Regions from separate parts of the Mus musculus genome. Here regions 1, 2, 3, 4, 5 and 6 are each linked to region 7. The links are chromatin contacts, called in public HiChIP or PLAC-seq and promoter capture Hi-C maps. All regions are on one chromosome and are shown on one strand. Each heading gives the region's core, a stretch centred on a gene start, on an enhancer-like site or on the middle of the called end of the contact. The rest is flanking DNA. Distances are from core to core; before and after follow the strand shown. Region 1 overlaps Jph2 (junctophilin 2). Region 2 overlaps Tox2 (TOX high mobility group box family member 2). Region 3 holds the start of 2310001K24Rik (RIKEN cDNA 2310001K24 gene). Region 4 overlaps Tox2 (TOX high mobility group box family member 2). Region 5 holds the start of Jph2 (junctophilin 2). Region 6 holds the start of Gdap1l1 (ganglioside-induced differentiation-associated protein 1-like 1). Region 7 holds the start of Ift52 (intraflagellar transport 52).

The links. Promoter capture Hi-C pulls out the DNA fragments that hold promoters and counts their contacts. HiChIP or PLAC-seq counts read pairs in DNA pulled down with a chosen protein or histone mark. Capture Hi-C pulls out chosen DNA fragments and counts their contacts.
Region 1: an H3K27ac HiChIP or PLAC-seq map of trophoblast stem cells shows a contact between it and region 7, with 3 times the contacts expected there. The contact joins the enhancer-like site here to the promoter of Ift52 in region 7. A contact is called at or near these places in 11 of 39 promoter capture datasets (the 3T3-L1 cell line, the C10 cell line, the HPC-7 cell line and 7 more), 17 of 484 Hi-C or Micro-C datasets (B cells, the C2C12 cell line, the G1E-ER4 cell line and 7 more), 22 of 115 datasets of contacts at active chromatin or transcription factors (the 230-238 cell line, DN3 thymocytes, the SCID.adh cell line and 17 more) and 3 of 9 other capture datasets (adipose tissue, liver and pancreatic islet).
Region 2: a promoter capture Hi-C map of liver shows a contact between it and region 7. The contact joins the enhancer-like site here to the promoter of Ift52 in region 7. A contact is called at or near these places in 6 of 39 promoter capture datasets (the C10 cell line, cranial neural crest, frontonasal cranial neural crest and 3 more), 1 of 484 Hi-C or Micro-C datasets (nephron progenitors) and 5 of 115 datasets of contacts at active chromatin or transcription factors (the SCID.adh cell line, embryonic basal ganglia, embryonic limb bud and 1 more).
Region 3: a promoter capture Hi-C map of adipose tissue shows a contact between it and region 7. The contact joins the promoter of 2310001K24Rik here to the promoter of Ift52 in region 7. A contact is called at or near these places in 8 of 39 promoter capture datasets (the C10 cell line, cranial neural crest, erythroid cells and 3 more), 1 of 484 Hi-C or Micro-C datasets (regulatory T cells) and 2 of 9 other capture datasets (adipose tissue and liver).
Region 4: a promoter capture Hi-C map of embryonic stem cells shows a contact between it and region 7. The contact joins the enhancer-like site here to the promoter of Ift52 in region 7. A contact is called at or near these places in 2 of 39 promoter capture datasets (cranial neural crest and embryonic stem cells), 1 of 484 Hi-C or Micro-C datasets (the HPC-7 cell line) and 2 of 9 other capture datasets (adipose tissue and liver).
Region 5: a promoter capture Hi-C map of liver shows a contact between it and region 7, with 6 times the contacts expected there. The contact joins the promoter of Jph2 here to the promoter of Ift52 in region 7. A contact is called at or near these places in 22 of 39 promoter capture datasets (the 3T3-L1 cell line, 3T3-L1-derived adipocytes, the C10 cell line and 14 more), 6 of 484 Hi-C or Micro-C datasets (the C2C12 cell line, the HPC-7 cell line, embryonic stem cells and 3 more), 11 of 115 datasets of contacts at active chromatin or transcription factors (the 230-238 cell line, the SCID.adh cell line, craniofacial prominence and 8 more) and 2 of 9 other capture datasets (adipose tissue and liver).
Region 6: a promoter capture Hi-C map of pancreatic islet shows a contact between it and region 7, with 4 times the contacts expected there. The contact joins the promoter of Gdap1l1 here to the promoter of Ift52 in region 7. A contact is called at or near these places in 11 of 39 promoter capture datasets (the C10 cell line, the HPC-7 cell line, cranial neural crest and 8 more), 8 of 115 datasets of contacts at active chromatin or transcription factors (the SCID.adh cell line, astrocytes, bone marrow-derived macrophages and 5 more) and 3 of 9 other capture datasets (adipose tissue, liver and pancreatic islet).

The regions. Positions count from the first base shown.
Region 1 is chr2:163,337,982-163,340,731 of GRCm38.p6, reverse strand. Jph2 (junctophilin 2) reads left to right here. Exons shown (of 6, transcript NM_021566.2): 4 at 760-1,499; 5 at 2,033-2,127. The coding sequence ends at 2,113. Among named protein-coding and RNA genes, the nearest start is that of Gm35750, 17 kb to the left of the region's middle. Within about 2 kb of position 1,436, at least 16 of the 459 cell types and tissues checked have an H3K27ac peak or open chromatin away from gene starts, as enhancers often do. A contact at or near this core is called in differentiating embryonic stem cells and trophoblast stem cells, where this site is marked.
Region 2 is chr2:163,309,068-163,311,767 of GRCm38.p6, reverse strand. The region is part of intron 3 of Tox2 (TOX high mobility group box family member 2); the gene reads right to left. Among named protein-coding and RNA genes, the nearest start is that of Gm35750, 46 kb to the left of the region's middle. Within about 2 kb of position 1,382, at least 10 of the 459 cell types and tissues checked have an H3K27ac peak or open chromatin away from gene starts, as enhancers often do. A contact at or near this core is called in liver, where this site is marked.
Region 3 is chr2:163,471,212-163,473,911 of GRCm38.p6, reverse strand. 2310001K24Rik (RIKEN cDNA 2310001K24 gene) reads right to left here and starts at 1,367. Exons shown (of 1, transcript NR_028122.1): 1 at 909-1,367. It overlaps Fitm2 (fat storage-inducing transmembrane protein 2), which reads left to right and starts at 1,283. Exons shown (of 2, transcript NM_173397.4): 1 at 1,283-1,509. The coding sequence starts at 1,337.
Region 4 is chr2:163,279,836-163,282,535 of GRCm38.p6, reverse strand. All of the region lies in intron 3 of Tox2 (TOX high mobility group box family member 2), which reads right to left. Among named protein-coding and RNA genes, the nearest start is that of Gm35750, 75 kb to the left of the region's middle. Within about 2 kb of position 1,380, at least 7 of the 459 cell types and tissues checked have an H3K27ac peak or open chromatin away from gene starts, as enhancers often do.
Region 5 is chr2:163,396,614-163,399,313 of GRCm38.p6, reverse strand. It overlaps Jph2 (junctophilin 2), which reads left to right and starts at 1,341. Exons shown (of 6, transcript NM_021566.2): 1 at 1,341-2,166. The coding sequence starts at 1,788.
Region 6 is chr2:163,437,042-163,439,770 of GRCm38.p6, reverse strand. It overlaps Gdap1l1 (ganglioside-induced differentiation-associated protein 1-like 1), which reads right to left and starts at 1,304. Exons shown (of 6, transcript NM_144891.2): 1 at 1,046-1,304. The coding sequence starts at 1,225.
Region 7 is chr2:163,015,913-163,018,619 of GRCm38.p6, reverse strand. It overlaps Ift52 (intraflagellar transport 52), which reads right to left and starts at 1,267. Exons shown (of 13, transcript NM_172150.5): 1 at 1,087-1,267.

The DNA of each region.
Region 1 (2,750 bases), core at 187-2,686, 320 kb before region 7:
TGCACCGCAAGTGCTGGGTGCTCGGGCAGATGGATCAAGAAGAGGGGGCTGCAGATTCAAAGGCACGGGAATGGAATAGCGTGGCATTCAGGAAGCTAGATGGTACAACAGGCAGCAGGGGGTGAATTGAGTAAAGAGACTAGGGGCTGCGACACAGACTGTGCTTGGCAGAGCTGAGCTGGCTACTGAGCGTAGAGATTGGCGTCCGAGGGATTTTAAGTGAGCGACATGCTAAGTGCTTTGGAAACACCATTCTGGCTGCAGCTCATTATCCAAGTGGCCCATCTGTGATGCAGCAGGTGAGTCTTCTGGTCACAGTGTGCCCCCTGCTGGTCGAAGGACGCAGGACTCTAGCCTGCGTTGGGTGACTATTGCAGTAGTGGCTTTTGCAAAAATAAACAAAAACCCCAAAACACAAAACAAAACAAAAACTCCACCTTCCAACAGTGTGATTAAGCCCATTTTTTTTTCTTACATAAGGATGGAAAGAGACCAGCTAAGCACATTATCTTGGCCCTTTGCTGTGTGGTGTTGGACAAATTATTTTACCTCCCTGGGTCTCCTTTTCCTCTGTGCAACAGAATTCACAATCTCACCTACCTCACAGAGTTATTAAAACTGTCTGCTCCACCAGTCTGATCCTCCGTGCAGTGAGTGACAGCCGAATAAATGAACGTAGCTCATAGAGGCTACCCTGCTGGCCCAGGACGGCCCGGCAGGCTGTGGGTTCGAAGCCTACCTCTCTGTTGTCCCCGGCAGGTCCGGAGTATCAGAAGCGTCGGCTGCTCCAGGAGATCCTGGAGAACTCTGAGAGCTTGCTGGAGCCCCCAGAGCGGGGTCTGGGCACCGGCCTCCCGGAGCGGCCCCGGGAAAGCCCGCAGCTGCATGAGCGCGAGACCCCGCAGCCCGAGGGCGGACCCCCGTCTCCGGCCGGGACGCCCCCGCAACCCAAGAGGCCCCGGCCCGGAGCGTCAAAGGACGGCCTGCTGAGTCCAGGCTCCTGGAACGGGGAGCCCGGCGGAGAGGGCAGCCGGCCCGCCACGCCGTCGGATGGCGCCGGTCGTCGCAGCCCCGCGCGCCCCGCCTCGGAGCACATGGCCATCGAGGCGCTGCAGCCGCCGCCCGCGCCCTCGCAGGAGCCCGAGGTAGCAATGTACCGCGGCTACCATAGCTACGCCGTGCGCACCGGGCCACCCGAGCCTCCGCCCTTGGAGGATGAGCAGGAGCCCGAGCCGGAGCCCGAGCCCGAGGTCCGGCGATCCGACTCGGCGCCCCCGTCCCCCGTCTCCGCCACCGTCCCGGAGGAGGAGCCCCCTGCGCCGCGAAGCCCGGTGCCTGCCAAGCAAGCCACTCTGGAGCCCAAGCCCATCGTCCCCAAAGCAGAGCCCAAGGCCAAGGCGCGCAAGACAGAGGCCCGAGGACTGAGCAAGGCCGGTGCCAAGAAGAAGGGCCGTAAGGAAGTGGCGCAGGCGAAGGAGGCCGAGGTGGAGGTGGAGGAGGTGAGGCTGCGGGCAGAGGCGAGTCTTTGAGGTCCTGGCAGCTCCGGGCGGGGATTGTGTGCGCACGTGAAGTTGGGGGTAACTTGTGGGACTGGAGGCAGAACAGGACAAGGGCAAACTGCGAGCCTGAGCTGTAGACTGCGCCTGCGAAATCTGTGGCATAGGCTAGCTCACCAGCCACCTCAGGAGGTTCAGGAGGTTTGGGGGCTGGGGTGGGATAGAGTGGAGGAAGATTCCAACAGAGCTTGAGCCCCCAGCCTCTAATGGGGTCCAGGAACCAAACTCAGCAGCAAAGAGCAAAAGCTAGCTTTTAAAGTGAATGATGCAGTTCCAGATGGAAGATTGGGTTAATTAGTTTCAAGAATTCTTTCTGCTCTCCTGGGTGCAGGGTCCAACTGTGGACAAACCAGGGATGTTTTTAGGAAGAAACTTCCATAAGCCCTGGCTTCTTTGCCCAGCTTTGTAATCTTGTTGGGGGTCTGGGGTTGTCTAGAGGTCGTGGGGACTCAGGCGGACTTTCTCCATGCCTTCAGGTACCCAACACCGTCCTCATCTGTATGGTGATCTTGCTGAACATCGGCCTGGCTATCCTATTTGTTCACCTCCTGACTTGACCCTCATCTACCAGGTATGGCCAGAGGATGCAGCCTGGAAACCAGGGTGGTGGGGCTTGGTACTTGGTACTGGGCTGCTAGGTAAAGCCCACCCCCTAGTGTACAGGTGTGATACTCCTTGCATCCCAAATACTCAACCCCATCTCTCCCAGTTGAACCGCCACCACCTTCAGTTTCCTGTCCCTCCACATGCCCTTAGTTGGCTCTGTTTCCTTTCTAGGGTAGAATTTGGGCTCAGGCTAAAGGACAGTAGCCCTCGCTGGTGTGAGGATGTTCCTGCTGCTGGGACAAACCTTACAACTTGAGTCTGGAGCTTGGCCACACTGCATCTTGCCTCCTGAGGAGGTTCCTCAAGAGACCTCCTGCTTTGATCCTGGCTTAGTGTGGCATAGCAGTTTCTAGGCAGGCCCAGGAGTGGGGAAGTCCTTGTTCTGTCTCTGGCAGCGTTAGCCTCACAGGGTCTGATGCTGAGTTCTGGGGGTTCTTCAAGTTACTGGGCACCTGAGGGGCTTTTCTTCAGGCACTTAGGACTTTGAGGGTCCAAAGAATCCAAGTGCCCAAGAAGACAGCAGGGAAGGGACAGGATGGGAGGGCCAGCAGGGAACAGGAGGGAGGCAGAGCAGGGGCTTGAGCCCTG
Region 2 (2,700 bases), core at 133-2,632, 290 kb before region 7:
TTTTTTTTCATTGACAAAAAGAGTTTTAAAGAGGACTCCAGAGATTTCTAAGCGGCTAATTTTGCTTCTCTTTGCTTCATCTTGAATTTTGAGTCACAGAAACGGTGACTGTCTGTACCGTGTGCCGTTTGTACTTCTGAGACTCTGTTAAAGCTTTCTTTGGAACCCAGATATCATCAGATCTTTACCTGTAGCAAAGTCCTCCCAAATGTACTTTCTGGGTTGTGGCTGCATCTGGTTGATGCAGCAGGTACCGGTTACTGACTAACATTGGTCGTATTCTTCAGATAACCTTCTCCATTTTGGCTCTCTAACCTCAGATGAGCTTCACTCGTCAGGGCTTTAAAACTTGTGACCCTTTTACCATCCAAGAAACGTTTACGTGGCTCGGGGTATACAGCAGAATAAAATAAGCACGCAAATCAAACACTTACTGCTGAGAAACCTTTGGGGAAGTTATTGGAAAACAAGTCTTTGGTACACAGTAAGACGCAGGCAAATGCGCATGCTAATGAAGTGGGTATGCTTAATTACGTTTGCATGAAGAATTAAATCTTGGCTAAAGTCTGGAATGCGGGATGGAGAACATCTTTAACATTTCTCAGAGTTGATCGATATTTTGAGTTCCATAATCATTGATGCTGAAACTCTGCTTGGCATCAGTACAGAGCTCAGACTGGCAGAAGTCTGCTTAGCGCCATCTCAGATGGGGTTGGAAATCCTGTCCTAACCCCAAGCCAAAATTCACTAAACAACCTCTTATGAAACACTTTAGCAACTCAAATATCAATTAAAAAAAAAATCAAACATTCTAAAAAATAACCCCAAAAAACAACAAAAAAACGGGAATACAAAGATATACTAAACGCCCAGGAAGATGGTGGGAAAATGTTAAATCTGTTTTCCACAATAAAGCCATGATTAAAACACCATCTTTGTATGTATGTACGTATGTGTTTGTAGGTGTATATGTTTACCTATGGAGGTCAGAGGTCAACCTTTGAAGGGGAGGGCCTTTTATCTGCCGAGCCAGCTCTCCAGACCCCCTATGTTTGCTGTTACTATTTTGAGATTTGTAGAACTTTATGTGTACGGATATACTACCTTCATGTATGTCTGTACACCATGCGTGTTCAGTGCCTGTGGGCATCAGAAGAAGCAGTCCTTCATTAAAAATTCAGTTCAGCAGCTTCCCCGATCCTTCCTGCACCCTGACCTCCTGTCCCGTAACAGTCACTTCATGCGTCACGGGATATTTTTGATACAGCGTTTTCAAATTAAGCAATTTATCTCGTGTTTGCCTTCTTTGGTACCATCTAGATCTAGGTCAAGGGTTCAGGCGGGAGCCACTTCACCAGGAGGGAGCATCTGAGGGTGTCTACACAGACAGTTTCCATCTCACCACTGGGGGCATGCTCCTGTCTCCTGGAGGTACTGGCAGAGGAAGCTGTTCAACTCTACAGTACGTGGGCTGGCTGCCCTCCATCCTTGCCCCCAAAGCAAAGCCTTGTGTGTGTTCAGGTTGAGCAGCTCTGATCTCCACGGGGATGCTTTCCTTGAGGAAAAGCTCAGCTATGCCCTGGCCATGTTCCTCAAAGATGAAGACTGGAGTTTGTCTTTTACTCTCAGGGAAGAGTGTTTTAATGGACTGTGTCCTATTGTTATTGCTGTCGGGGAACATGAATCCTCCAGTTTCATTTTTGGGACATGTCAAGGCTTCACTTAGGACAGAAAACACATCTTGCAAAAAACAATTTTTTTTTTCATGTAAAACTAAAATAATGTGGGCTTGGGGGGTGAGAGAGTAGCTCAGGGTAGAGAGCTTGCCCTGCATGCATGATGCTCTGGGTTTGATTCCTAGCACTGGAAAAAAAAAACTAATTGAAATAATATTCACTGTGCTACATATAAAAAAAAAAAACCTCCGTGTCTATTGAATGTCCTGTTTTGACATCAGCTGTGAGACAGAGAAAACTGAGCTAAAGCCCTCCATCCGCCCCGTGTTTCTATCAGTTCTCCATCAGTTCTTCGGGGCATTTGGCGTGAACGGGTTTGCTTCAGGTACGCCATGTGAAGTCGCTCAGTGCTTAGACATCCCAGAATGCCCTGTCTTCATGACAGCTGCATCTTATTCAAGAAAGCATCTTGGCTCCGGTGACTGTCTCTGCCTTCCATCCTTTTCTATCAGCCGTTGTCATGGTTTCCATACGGTTTTGTTCTCATCCCACACGGTTTCAGATGCGCATCATGCAAACAGCGTATGGGCGAATGCTGGTCCCCAACGCTCTTCTCAATACATTGGGATCTGCGTTAGCACATCAGTCACAAACCCGACATACAGGCTCAGCAAGCCAGCTTCCTTAACTGTGTGGCAAGTTTTAAGTCCCTAAGCAGCTCCCGCTGTCTACCTACAATATATACACGCCATTTCTTCTTTGTGGATTTCTGTTTGTTTGTTCTTCTTTTAGGCAGGGTCTTACCATACAGTCCAGGTGACTTTAAACTCTCTGTCATCACTCCTCAGCCTCTTGAATTATAGGTGTGCACTACCATTCCTAGCTTTTAAGTTTTAAACGAGAAATTGGCATGATTTCCTCTAGTGCAAACTGGCTGTAGCTTGTTAAGGCATCTTATAGCTTTCTTCTCAGCTACTTGTGGCGGAATTCTTCAACCCCGTATTCCTGATTTTGTGAATCATTA
Region 3 (2,700 bases), core at 118-2,617, 460 kb before region 7:
CTGATTTCAAGCTTCCTGTGTGATATCACAGAAGGGAGAAGAGAGCACAGAGGTGTTCCCGGGAGGCACAATGGATACAGGTAGGCTCAGGCATAGATAAACCAGATGTGATGGGACATGCTTGTAATCCCAGCACCCAAGAGGGAGGCTGAGACAGGAAGACAACACAGGTTCAAAACCAGCCCTCTCTATAAAGTGAGTTCCAGGCCAGCCAGGGTCACGTAAGAGATCCTGTTTCAAAATAGACAAACAAGAACATAAATAATAATAGAACATAGTAAAATAATTAGAAAGTGATGGGTTTGAGTTTTCACCTTGATTTTAAAGTGCTAATCTATAAACTACAGTCACTAAGGAATAACTCATGGTTGGGAAGCCCTGACTTTGACACCTAACATTACGGGCTAGGAGCTTAGCTAAGGGACAAAACTGAGTGACTGAGTCACCAGTACCTCATGTGAGCTCTGCAAACCTTGGGAGCCCAAGATGTTCAGTCAACAACACAGTTGATTCATCCTTTTTTTTTTCAGCTGATTCATTCTTACATTTATTTACTTATCTATTTATCTGTATTTATTTATTTATTTAGTGTGTGTGTGTGTGTGAGAGAGAGAGAAAGAGAGAGAGAGAGAGCAACTTATGGGAGTTGCCTTCCACAATGTGGAGAGAGCAACTTATGGGAGTTGCCTTCCACAATGTGGATCCCAAGGACTGAATCCAGGTTATTTGGTTTGGCAACAAGTGCCCTTACTTGTCTCAAAACCCGAAGTGGCACATGACTTTAATCTCAGTACTCTGGAGGTCAAGTTTAGGGGATCTCTGAGTTCGAGGCCACCCTGGTTATACAGAATGAGTTCCAAGTCAGCCAGGTCTACTTGGAGAAACCCAGTCTGAAAACAAAACAAGTAAATAAGATTTAAATTTATTAATGACTTTGCAAAGAAATTTCATCTGAAAAACCCTATAACTGACCCAATATACGGAACTCCCAAACTAGCTCTTAAGAAAGGTGGGTCTCTTGTTTGTTTTGCAGATAAAGAAAGCGAGAATCCCATCCCACAAACATGAGGGGAGCAGGTTGCCCAGGCAAAGAGCAGCCTGCAGTGATCTCAGCCAGTAGCTTGGGGGCGATGAGTGGAAGCGGCGCAGGTAAATGCAGACCTGCACTCTGCAGAGACCCATCAAGGCCACTAGAGGGAGACACGCCCTCTAGGGGGCGGAGCTTGCAGGAAGCGCGCATGCGCCCAGAGGGGATGTGGTGGTGCCAGCTCGGGCGAAGGGTAAGACGGTGGCCGAGAAGGCTCTGGAAGGCGGACGGTAGCCGAGAAGGACCGGCATGGAGCACCTGGAGCGCTGCGCGTGGTTTCTCCGCGGGACGCTGGTGAGGGCGACGGTGCGGCGCCACCTGCCCTGGGCGCTGGTGGCCGCCATGCTGGCGGGCTCGGTCGTCAAGGAGCTGTCCCCGCTGCCCGAGAGCTACCTCAGCAACAAGCGCAACGTCCTCAACGTGTGAGTGCATCGGGCTCCGGGCCCCCGCGCCCCAAGAAGCCAGTTGGATGCTGGGGCAGGCGAGTCATCGGGAGGGAGCCCTGTCTTGACAGGCGCGTCCGCGCGCGTGTCGCGACACTGGGACCCTGGGAAAGCAAGTGACATTCGCGCCTAGTATGTGAGCATTCCGATAGGAGGATCGAGTCGGTGACGGGTGGGTTATAAGTGACAGTGGGTACATTGGAGCGGCTATTCCCCCGCCCCCAGAGTTAGGCGCTTGCCCCTGTCCTGTTCAGGGAGATGTCACCTTCCTCTTGCCGGCTAGTCAGACACCCCTCTCTTAACCACTGTGGCAAAAATCCCACCGTTGACTTAAAGAACCACCTCTAGACCCACCCACCACCCCAAGAGCTTTTGCCATCCCTGCCCCATGTTAGTAGAAGCAAGCGTGAAACCTTTCACTCTGGTGACCTTTCTCCTGGATCTCCTTGGACTTTCTCAGTACTCTAAAGTGCATGGCAGTCACCCAGGAAAACAACCCCAGCCGATCTCGTTGGGACATCTCTCAAACTCCACTTATTTCTTTCCTAGTCCTTTAGAAACACTTACATCGTAAGTTTATTGCACAACACTCCGTTGGAGCTAGACAGGGAGTTTGGAAGATGAAATTGCTCCATCCATGTGAGCTTAATGCTTCAGACTAGTGAGTGTCTCCAGCTTGTGGACAATCTGCCTCTCTTGTTAATCTACTTCAAACCCGGTTTTCTCTTTTGGGCAACTGAGTCAGGTTTCTGACAGACCTTGGTTTTAACGAGGCTTTCCTTGTCAAGCCTGTGAAGGTTTTAGTAATGGGCCCTTTGGTGGCGTCTGAGAAACTACTGGAACCTAGGGAAGAAGAGCCCTGTCCTTGGCCCACCTTCATCCTTCCCCACTCGTAGTGGCTGGTCTAAGAATAGAGTGTAAGGGTGGTAGTTGTTCCAGATCTCTTTGGTGGGTGTTTTCTGCCCAGATCTCCAGGTCAGCCACCTTTCATGAGCTCAGAGGAGGCAGACATGGCAGATGTTGCTGTATCTGGCCTAATGAACCAGGAGCCCAGCAGCCTGGCACGCCAATTGTTTAGGGGTAGCCATGGATTCTAATGTTTTGTTCCAAGACATGATGCTGATTAATGGGAGGGAACTGGCAGTGACTCACTGGATCTGGAAGAGATTT
Region 4 (2,700 bases), core at 131-2,630, 260 kb before region 7:
AGGGCACTGGCTGCTCTTCCAGAGGACCTGGGTTCAAATTCTCAGCACCCATACAGCAGCTCACAACTGTCTGTAACCCCAGCTCCAGACGTTACACACGTCACACAGATATTCATGCAGGCAAAACATCAATGTGCATAAAATAAAAAACAAATAAATAATTTTTTAAAAGTAAGAAAAACAATTGGCCTTACTGCCATGTCATTAAGAAATGTTAGGGACAAAAGTTTGAGTTGGGAGATCTTTGGTCTTTGTGCCTCAGACTCTGAGGGAGATAGCCAGTGTGTCAACCCATCAAAGAGGGTAGACTGAGCCTGGGGGCAGGGCCAGAGGAGCCCTGAGCAGGAAGAAGCCCTGGCAGGGAGGGGCATGCAGCAGCAGGGGCAGAGGAGTGTTAGAAGGTCTATAAGGACCTGCAGTTGGGATTTACCATCCCCAGGCAAGCCCAACCCAAGGCTGTGTGTAGGTTCTCTCATGAGAAAATATAAAGCAAGCGTGCAAATAGATTTCAGTGCTGCATCTAACGACTACTGCATGATACTGGCCTGCAAAGGCCCTTCACCTGAGTTGGGAGTCCCCGGGTCTGGCCAGTAGCCCTAGTGTCCTGAGAGAACTGCCGAGCTCTGCAAACATGTTGGAACAGAGACTAGAGCACAAAGGGTCTAAAACTCAGCACCCGGGACTTGATTTTAGTTTGAATAGGCTCCCAACGACTTGGCATATATAGTAGGAACACTGGGAATTCTATCACCTCCTACCCATGTGCTTGTCTAGTACAGTGAAACTGGTAATGCAGTCATGCCATTTCATCAAAGCTGAGATCCTAAGCCCAGCCCAGAGATGGGAAAACTGAGGCTGGGGGAGGATGGGCTTGCCTAAGTTCCAAGAAATCTCTCAAAGCAGGGGCTGGAAAAATGGCTTCGTGAGCAAAACGTGCGTGCTTCACGTAAGCATGAAGACCTGAATTTGTAGCCCCAACACCCACATAAAAAGCTTGGACTCTCTGTGCCTTTAGTTCCTGAAGGCAGAGATGGGAGGTTCCCCAGTACTCTGACCAACCCTGCTAGCCTTAATCAGTGAGCTCAGAGGCTGAGAGCGCTGGCTGCTCTTTCCAAAGGACCTCCGTTTGATTCTCAGCAGCGTTTGTCGCACAACCGTCTCTACCTCTAGTCCTGGGGGATCTGACGTCCTCTTTTGGCCTCCAAGGGCACCACACCTACGTGGTGCACAGACATACACGCCAACAAACATTCATATCCATAGAAACAAACACATATGGAACTTAAAAAACAAAGTGGACAGTGATTAAGGCGGGCACCAAACATCAACCTCCAGTCTCCACACCAAGGACAGGAACACAGAGGCCTCAAAGAGAATGTTTGAGGGACCGGCGTCCTGCCCCTGAACCCTGTACTGTGGACTGAGATGGGACTACACCATTCCAGTGCCGCAAGGTCGCAGCCTGGGAAAGCCCCAGATTCCTCACTGCCAGACTCCATTGTGATTCTGCTCCCCCCGCCCGCCCCCCCCCCGGGTTCCCCCCCCCGGGTCCCCCCCCCCCCGCCTCTGCTTCCCCCCCCCCCCCCGCCCCCGCAGCTCTGGTTCCCCCCACCCCCACCCCAAGCTGGATTTTCCCTCGTGGTAGAACATCAAGTCCCGCCCCTTCCTGGCAGACCCCTTCCCCTCAGCATACAGCAACCCTGAACAATTCCAGAAGAAGTGATCTCAGACTCCGCGAGAAGCTTAATAAATTCCACCCTCCGACTTTCTTTGGGCATTTTAGAGACTGATTTATAAATACAATATCTCGCTCAAAATGAAACAATCAACATAGGATAAAATTATTGAGTTATGAAAATAGAGGTCAGATGGAGGTGCGGCGCTTTAAATTAAACCGGCAAAATATAGCTTTCATACTAAATTGACTCTTTTTGTCTTGGAAATGAATGTTTAATCAGTTAAGACATGGAAGTTGTGGGAGAAAGCCCTGAGCATATTTAATTTTGTAAAGGGGTCTGGTTCCAGTATTGTACATAATACCGACAGCTTCAGGAGAAGGGATGGATGGATGGATCCATGTGCCCGTGGGACCTAGCAATCAAACGGGACCAGAGGGGATTGATGGCCTCTGGGGTCAGAGCTATGGGTGGGGTCAGAGCTATGGGGTCTTGGCATTTATGAAAATGGTCACCAAAGATCAAAGTCTCACCTACTTCTCCAGAGATGGCCTCTTGGGGGCATCTGGGTGGGGACAACACCCAAGGCACCTGGCATCTGGGTGTCCTCTGTACTACCTGCAGCCTGGTAGAACTGGGAGGTAGATGCAGGGACTGAGAACAAGGTAGCATTTTCATTCACAAAGTACAGGTCTGTCTTGTGCCCAGTTCCTCAGAGGAGGCATAAGGCAGCTCCAAGAGTCATCTGCTCTGCTGCGCTCTGCTCGGCTGAGCCTCCACCAACACTCAAAGCCCCTGTCAGGGCTGTTAGTGATACCCTTGGGCAGATGAGGCCAGTAAGGCATTCGAGTCTTGCTTGGTACTCCATAGAGATTGTGTTTCCTTTATCACACTCATATGAAGCTATTGCCACCCTCATTTGAGTCAGGGGTCTCTTCCAGGTACACAGACCCCCCACCGCTAACTGAACATGCACAGCATTCTTTAGAAGCAGGAGGCTGCATCTGTCAGCTTCGAAGCAACA
Region 5 (2,700 bases), core at 92-2,591, 380 kb before region 7:
TGTCTCACGCTCCCTTGGACCTCAGCTTTTTTCTTTTAGTTTCTTCTTTTCTTTCTTTGTTTCCTGTTTCTTTCTTTGTTTCCTTGTTTCTTTCTTTGTCTCTTTCTTCCTTCCTTCCTTCCTTCCTTCCTTCCTTCCTTCCTTTCTTTCTTTCTTTCTTTCTTTCTTTCTTTCTTCGGTGATTTCTAACCTTCCTCCATTCCAGCCATGTTATGAACACACACACACACGCACACACACACACACACACACACACACACACACACACACTTCCATGAGCAGGAAGGAGACTTTCCTCCCCTCTGCACTCCTCACACAGGCTGTGGGCTGTGGTGGAGTGAGATTCATTTTAGAAATATTCAGGATCGTTATTTTTGCAATATTCCCCTTCCCAAGCTTGCTTCTGCCCCAGCTCCTTAAGAGCACATAAGGCCAGGCTTCAGCGGCTCCTGTGGCAGGAGCAAAAGGCTTTGGTGAATTTCTAGCACCCAGGTCTCCACCAACTTCTAGTAAGAAGAAATACATCTCCAAGACAATGAAGACACCGTGGTCTTGGCTGAGGACTGTCAGCCCTAGAAGTGCTTTACACTCCCCCAACCCCCTCTCATGGGTTCTGGGGTTCGAATGCATGACAAGTACTTTATCAACTGATCCATATCCCCTGCCTCCTGAACTAGTTCCCTTTATCAGGGTTCTCCCCCAGTTTTCTGAGCTAGGGCTGGGGTAGAAAATGTAAGCCCAGAATGCCTGCTTGTTTGCGTTTGCACCCTGGTTAGACCCTCTCTGATCATTCTGAGTTCCACTCTGCTTTCAAAGGCATATGTGCAACCGTCCTCCATTCCTTTCTCTGTAGGTCACTGGATTCTTCAATGGGATTGGCAGAGGGACCAAAGCCCCAGGTCCTGCCTCGGCATGCTCGAAGTGGTAGGGCCCCATGTCTGCCACCCCCTGAACTCTGGGGATACAAAGTGGCCCTGGATAAGATGGTCTGCTGGTCTCCGTCTCTTCTCCCTGCCTGCGGAACCTGGGGACTTCTAGATGGGAGGCAGCTCTGATCCACAAGAAGGCAAGCCACCAAGTAGCTAAGCTGTCCACACTTCGTTCTCAGATTTCCTGCTCAGCCCCCTCGGGCCACTGCCTGGGTCTGCAGGCCCAGCGGATTGGAAGCCCCCCTCCCTCCCTCCGGCTCTGAAGGAGGCTGGGCCAGCCAGGGGGTTATTTTGGGAGCAGCTTCTGAGATCCAATGGCCTTGTTAGGGCAACACTGACCTTTCTATCCTGGGAGGAAGGCAGGGCTGGAGAAGGGGCGGGGCAGCTGGGAGATCTGAGCCGCATGCCCACTGGGGTGGATGAGAAGGGGGCCAGCGGCTGCTTCAGGGTGGGTGGCGACAATTTAGCCTCGGCTGGGCTGCTAAACCGGGAACTGTCCCTCTTTGAAAAGACAGGACCCCTCAACTCCTTTCGTTGCTTTTCTTAAGGAGAGCACACCAGACTCCATGGAAGCTGGACCTGGGACGCTTTGTGGGAACTTGGAGTCTCTTCGGTCGGCTTCCTTTTCAAGTTGCTGCCTTGTTGGGGTGACTGAGGAGGCCTCCCAGCCATGGCACTGACCAGCGCCCCCACTGCTGACTTGGCCTTTGGGCTTTTGCTGCCTCTGTTGGCATCTTGCTTTTTTCCACCTCTAGCCCGGTGGTGAGTCTAGGGGCTCAACCTGAAGGTGCCTGGAGAACATCAGGTACCCCTACGCCCAAGCTGGAGGACGGAGGAGTTGTCAGGAGCGAGGATGAGATGAGCGGGGGCCGCTTTGACTTTGATGATGGCGGGGCGTATTGTGGGGGCTGGGAAGGGGGAAAGGCACACGGGCACGGACTGTGCACCGGCCCCAAGGGCCAGGGTGAATACTCGGGCTCCTGGAATTTTGGCTTTGAAGTGGCAGGCGTCTATACCTGGCCCAGTGGGAATACCTTTGAGGGATATTGGAGCCAGGGCAAACGACATGGGCTTGGCATAGAGACCAAGGGGCGCTGGCTCTACAAGGGGGAGTGGACGCATGGCTTTAAGGGGCGCTACGGAATCCGGCAGAGCACAAACAGTGGTGCCAAGTACGAGGGCACTTGGAATAACGGCCTACAGGACGGCTATGGCACGGAGACCTACGCAGACGGAGGTGAGTCTTGCTCATCCCGCAGAGCTTGAGGGGGGTCCTGAAGGGACGGTGGGGAACAGCAGTGTAGTTGGCAAAGAAATAGATGGTCTAAGGTGATAGTTCCTGTGTGGCTTTGGGTAAGCTACTCTGCCTCTCTGTATCCATTTTCTTATCAGAAAAGGTAGGGCACTAAGGCAGTTCTTGAGGACCAGCAGGACTGAAGAGTACAAGGCTGTCCTACAGATGGACACTTGATAGGATGTAATCACTTCTCTTTACTCTCGAGGTATGTAAGCAGCTAGATTTTAGCTTGTGTTTTAGCAGAACTGGGGGCTGGCCTCAACTTTGCTATGAAAAAATTTTCACGGGGTAGATCATAAGAGTGTTTATTCATTCGTTTCTCCATCCATCTATCCATCCAACCACCCAACTTTCATCCACCCATCCCTCCACCCACACATCCACCCATCCATCCTTCTCCCATTCACTCATCCGTCTACTCACCCATCCCATCCACCAGCCCACCCATCCCTTCTTGCATTTACCCAGCTTACA
Region 6 (2,729 bases), core at 55-2,554, 420 kb before region 7:
CTCTAGACTAACAGCCATCTGGGGCAGATTCTGGCAGGCTGTGTCTTAGCCAGGATCATGAAGTGATTTCAAGGCACAGTGGGGTGTGAGTAGAGCCAGCCTGGAGTACTGTTGTGTCACCCCTTAAACAGCCCCTCCAGAAACTCTACTGAGGGGTTCAAGTTCCTGGTGGCTATTATTACCTCTATCACTATCCCATTTTTCAGGTTATAAAACTTAACCTGGACCAAAACACAAATCCAAGTCTTTGTTTTCCCAAGCATTTATCTTCAGCAATACTTGCCGGCCCCCATGTGTAAAATGAAGGCATGGGACAGGGCGGTGGGGAGCTGGGGTAGTCAGGTAACAAACAGCTATGCCTTAGAACGAGTTCTGGGCTCTGGCCATGGTGCTGAACCCACTGGCTACAGACAGGACTGCTACCCAGGCAGGGTGGGAGACTGAGTCCCTTAGAACCACCAGGTATTGGGCGCAGAGCCTAATCTCACTCCTACAAAGCGGAAACCCCGGTGACAGTACTAAGGTGTACTTTCAACTGCCCCTACCCTAGAAAGGAGGGGAGTGTTCTAAGTGGTCTAAGGAGCCAAAGCCGGTCTGTGCCTTTAAGAGCAAAACAAATCTGATGGGCAAGCCAGCTGCTCTGAGGGGATGGGTTAACTCCTTCCTTCTCAGCTCTTGAGAAAGGGTGACGGCGGGAGGAAAGACTTCCTAAGTCCCTGACTGAAGAAGACCCCTGCTAGAACGAGGGCCTCAGAGCTGTGGCCCGAGAGTGTCTGGAACAGTGGATGGGATGAAAGCTGGCCTAAAGTGAGGCTTCCTCTGCTCAGCCCCATCAGGCCGCTTGCCGGCAGGGCAGGTCTGTCCCCGGCCTTTGTCTCTCTGTTCAGGTGTCCCCAGGAGGAAACGAGGCCTAAGGAGATGCTCCTGGCATTGGGGCAGGGCTCTGCGGCCCCTCAGGACAGTTCCCTCCGGGGACCCCCGGTGCTACCTGCCTCTCTCTCCGGTCCCCTCCCAGTCGCCTGTCCGCACCCCGCGCCCGCTCTACCTTCTGCGAGCTGAAGGACTGGGTCCAGTGGTACAGAACCAGGCTCTCCTTGGGCCAATGGGCGGGGCTGGATGCCTCGGGCGCGTCGGGGGTCTCCACCGGCTTGGCTGCATCGCTCTCCAGTGCCGAGATGGGCCACCAGCTGCAGTTGGTGGGGGTCAGGTTGTTGGGGGTCGCCATGACAGCCCGCGATCCGAGGAAGGAGGAAGGAGGCGGCTCGGCAGCGGCTCGCTGGCGCCCAGCATCACATGGCCTCTTCGAGCCTGCCCCTCTTCCTCCTCCCCCTCCCCGCGATGTCATTACTCACTGGGTGCAGGAGGAGGGGCAAGGGGATCCCGGGGCTCTTTCCTCCTCCTCCCAGCTGGAGGTCCTCCCTGAGGGCCCTAGGGAGGGAAGGTTGCAGAAACCCGGGCCAAGCCCCCCAGAGCGCTCACAGTTGGTCAGTCACCTGCCAAAGACTTCACCATAATTACGCATTTGTGCCTCTCAATCTTGCGGAAACACTTCTTAGTTTAGATAAATGGCAGTATAGAGGTCTGTTAACCCTTTTTCACAAGTAGTGTCTGGAGATAGCTTTATTTGAAACTCCATTTTCTGATGTTCCCCTTCCTAAAGGGTTTCCAACAGCAGAAGGGGATGAATTGTAATTTGTTAACCACATCGGCACTTTCTCTCTGCCCAGGCACAGGCACTAAGGGCTTTCCAGCGGTCTACCCCTTTGGCCTGATTTACAGAGGAAGAAAGGGAGGCTCAGAGGAGAAGTGACCTTGCTCAAGGTCATAGAGCTGCTAACTGGTGGAGCTGAGATTCAAACTCAAGGCTGGCTTCATACAGGACGGGACTGGCTCGTGATTCAGCAGTCCTGCAAGCAGCAACTCAAGCTCTTTAAAGGAATCATGTGTCTTAGCTATGTAGACATGACTTTCCCAGGTGAGGAGGGGTACCATTGGTGGGATCCTAGGTGACACCATTACCCTAGGATATGTAGCCAGGTAGGAGTCTGTAGACAGCCCTTGTGCCTCTCCTGTAGGAGATTTTAAATGTTCTTTGGAACTTAGGTAAGGTTACCTAAGCATACCCATGCTTCCCCTGGAAAATATTTTATTAGATATTTATTTATTTGTATGTGTATGGGTGTTTTTGTCTGCATGAATATGTCTGGGTGCCAGATGCATGTCTAGTGCCCTCGGAGGCCAGAAGAGGTGTCAGATCCCCTGGAATTGGAGTTACAGTTGTTAGACACCATGTGGATTTGAACACCAGTCCTCTGGAAGAACAGCCAGTGTTCTTAATAGCTGAGCCACCTCTTCAGTCCCAGAATATGAATGTTATTAATGTCATAATTTACCTTTGAGAAGTGGACCCCGAGATAGTAGTTGAAAAATACAGTTGCTGGCCCCTAAAGAGTGGGAGAAGTTATAAGAAATATATCCTTGGGCAATGTCTGCAAACGTCACAGAATGTACTTATGTAGGCCAATTTTACTAAGAACCCCTGTCTCGTGAGCCCGTTTGTCGAACCCTGCTCTTATGAGTTAGTGTAACTGGGAGAGCAGGCCTCACTGTTTGCTGTTTCGGAGTCCTGGACACTTCACCTCACAGACAGTGTTGAAGACGTGGCTGGTCTTTTTTTTATTTTTATTTTTATTTTTATTTTTATTTTTATTTATTTATTTTTTTCTTCT
Region 7 (2,707 bases), core at 18-2,517:
TTATTTATTTATTATATGTAAATACACTGTAGCTGTCTTCAGACACACCAGAAGAGGGAGTCAGATCTTGTTACGGATGGTTGTGAGCCACCATGTGGTTGCTGGGATTTGAACTCTGGACCTTCGGAAGAGCAGTCAGGTGCTCTTACCCACTGAGCCATCTCACCAGCCGGTTTTCTTTCTTTCTTTGTTTATTTATTTATGGTTTTTCGAGACAGTGTTCCTCCTGTGTAGCACTGTCACTCTCTCTGTAGACCAAGCTGGGGTTAAAGGTGTGTGCCATCACAGCCGGCTAACAGAGCTGTACTTGAACATGCTTGTTTTCATTTTGTGTACCTACAATGCTGTACTCTGCCTTCTCCAGTTTCCTGATTAGAACGTCACAACGATCATGTTAGTGATATTGACCTATTACTACACGGTGCCACAAAGAACCCAAACATCACAGTACTGAGATTTATATTTTTCTGCTTTTGAGACGTATTTGGGGTGGGAGCAGATTTCTGGGAAAAGTGAATACCCTTCTCTGAGTACTGAATTGCTCTTAACGGAAGAATACACTTCGAGGTAACAGTTTACTGTAGTTTAACCCCACCACCTCCTTCTGAAGGAGCAGTAGATCTGGGGTCCTGTCCTATTAGAATTAGAAATGAGTTTCCCTAAGAATAGGATAAGGTTTAAAAATCGGTAATAATAAGAATATTGAAACAATATTTGGGTAGCACTGCCCAACCATTCTCTTATTTTTTCTTCAATAATCTAACATGGTATACTAAATTTTGCCAAAGTGACGAAAAACACCAAGCGTGGTTGCAACGATAGCTGAGTCTGATTTGATGGCTCCCCATCCTAGGTTTTTTCATATTCTACAGGACTACGACAAATCCGCGCAGTCCGAGGAGCTAGAAATTCTACATCATCGCCAGGACCAGTTCCCAGCCCACTTCCGCGTCCTCAGTTTACCTCTGCCGACCTCGGGATTCCCACAAGGCTGGCCTAGGGGTCTCCAGAGCGGCATGGCGAGGCCGTCATCGTCTCCAGCCAGACCAACGACCTGGCGGCCCGCACAACCCGACCTCTCCTTACCTGAGGCCAGAGGCCGCCAGGTATCCAAGGCCGCGCGCCGAGAAGGCGTGGCTCCGGGCCCCGAGTGACTTCCGTCGTGGCGTGATGACGACAGCGCGACAGACGTGCTGTGTCTGGTGGCTGCGGACGCTGGGGGCTGTTGGGTAGGGGTTCGGGGCTAGCGCTGGGCTGGCCCGTTTCCCGGTAAAGACTGTATCCAAACTGAAGGAGTCACTTTTTAATAGGGAACCTATATTGTTCATTTGCTAGCAACTGCTATTAAAGACCAATAAGATGGTAGGTCCCCAGGCCGGGAATTCCGGCCTGCCTATGGGCGGGGACTGCTGCGGCAAGCCACGCCCCGGCCTGGCCTGGACGCAGGTTCCGGGCAGGCTCTTGCCGGGTAGCGATCAGGAGACCTAAAATGCCAGGTCTTACCAAAATTTAGAAGTAGAAGCTGGGGTAGGGAGTGGTGACGCGCCGGAGATGTAGTACTATTGTGGAGCTGGGGAAGCGTTTCGGGAAGAGGTACTGGCTTGGGCCAACGGTTGCCATGGAAACGGGAAACACGCTTGCTTCCGCAGAGGCTTCACTGAGAGAGGGCTGTCTGTGGCTTTGTAGTCAAAGCCTCTGCAGCCTCAAAACTTGGAGCAGGCACATGTAGGAAGCTCAGCAGTTTTTATTTTCATCTATGTCTTAATACAGAGCAGTATGCGTTAAGGATATTAAAATACACAAGTTTTAAGGCACTTTTCACGACTGTGGTTATGACGATTTTAGAAAGTGGGAAAGAGTGTGAAAGAGAACGATCTCTTCTCTCCCACTGAAGATCAAATCCAGAGCCTTCCACATCGTGAGCTGTACCATTGAGTTAAGTCTCAGCCAGGAAACTTTTCTAGTGGAGTGCTGCAGAATTGAATAGAGTGTGCAATTAAGGATGCAAATGATCAAGTGTGCAATTAAGGATGCAAATGATCAGGATCTGGACTTGGGCAAGTCACGGGATCATTCGGTACTGTAAGTGTACTAGAAGTGCCAGGACACCAGACCGGGAGCAGCTCCTGGAGCAGTTCTCTCACTGTACCAAGTTGCAGAAGGAGCTTGAGGGTTTTAGAGTCAGCTGCTCCGAAGTCCGGTGTCTGAGAAATGACTTGTATCTGGTGAACTTGAACATGCTGCTTAATTGGAGCATTTTCTACGTGTAAATTGAGGATAGATTCTAAAGGTTTATTATGAGGATTATGGATTGAATTGAGATGGCTCAGCAGGTAAAAAGGCTGAGCCTGACATCCTGAGTTAAATCCCCGAGTCCCACATAATCGAAGTAGAGAACCGATTTCTGTAAATTGTCCTCTTGACCTCTACAAGTATTCTGTGGCATGTTTATGCGCGCGCGCACACACACACATACAAATATGAATCTCAATCTCTCTCTCTCTCTCTCTCTCTCTCTCTCTCTCTCTCTCTCTCTCTTGCTCTGTTTGTTTTTTTTCAAGACAGGGTTTCTCTGTGTAGCCCTGGCTGTCCTGGAACTCACTTTGTAGACCACGCTGGCCTCAGACTCAGAAATCTGCCTACCTCTGCCTCCCAAGTGCTGGGAGGTGTGCGCCACCATCGCCTGGCCAAATACGAATTTCAAAAG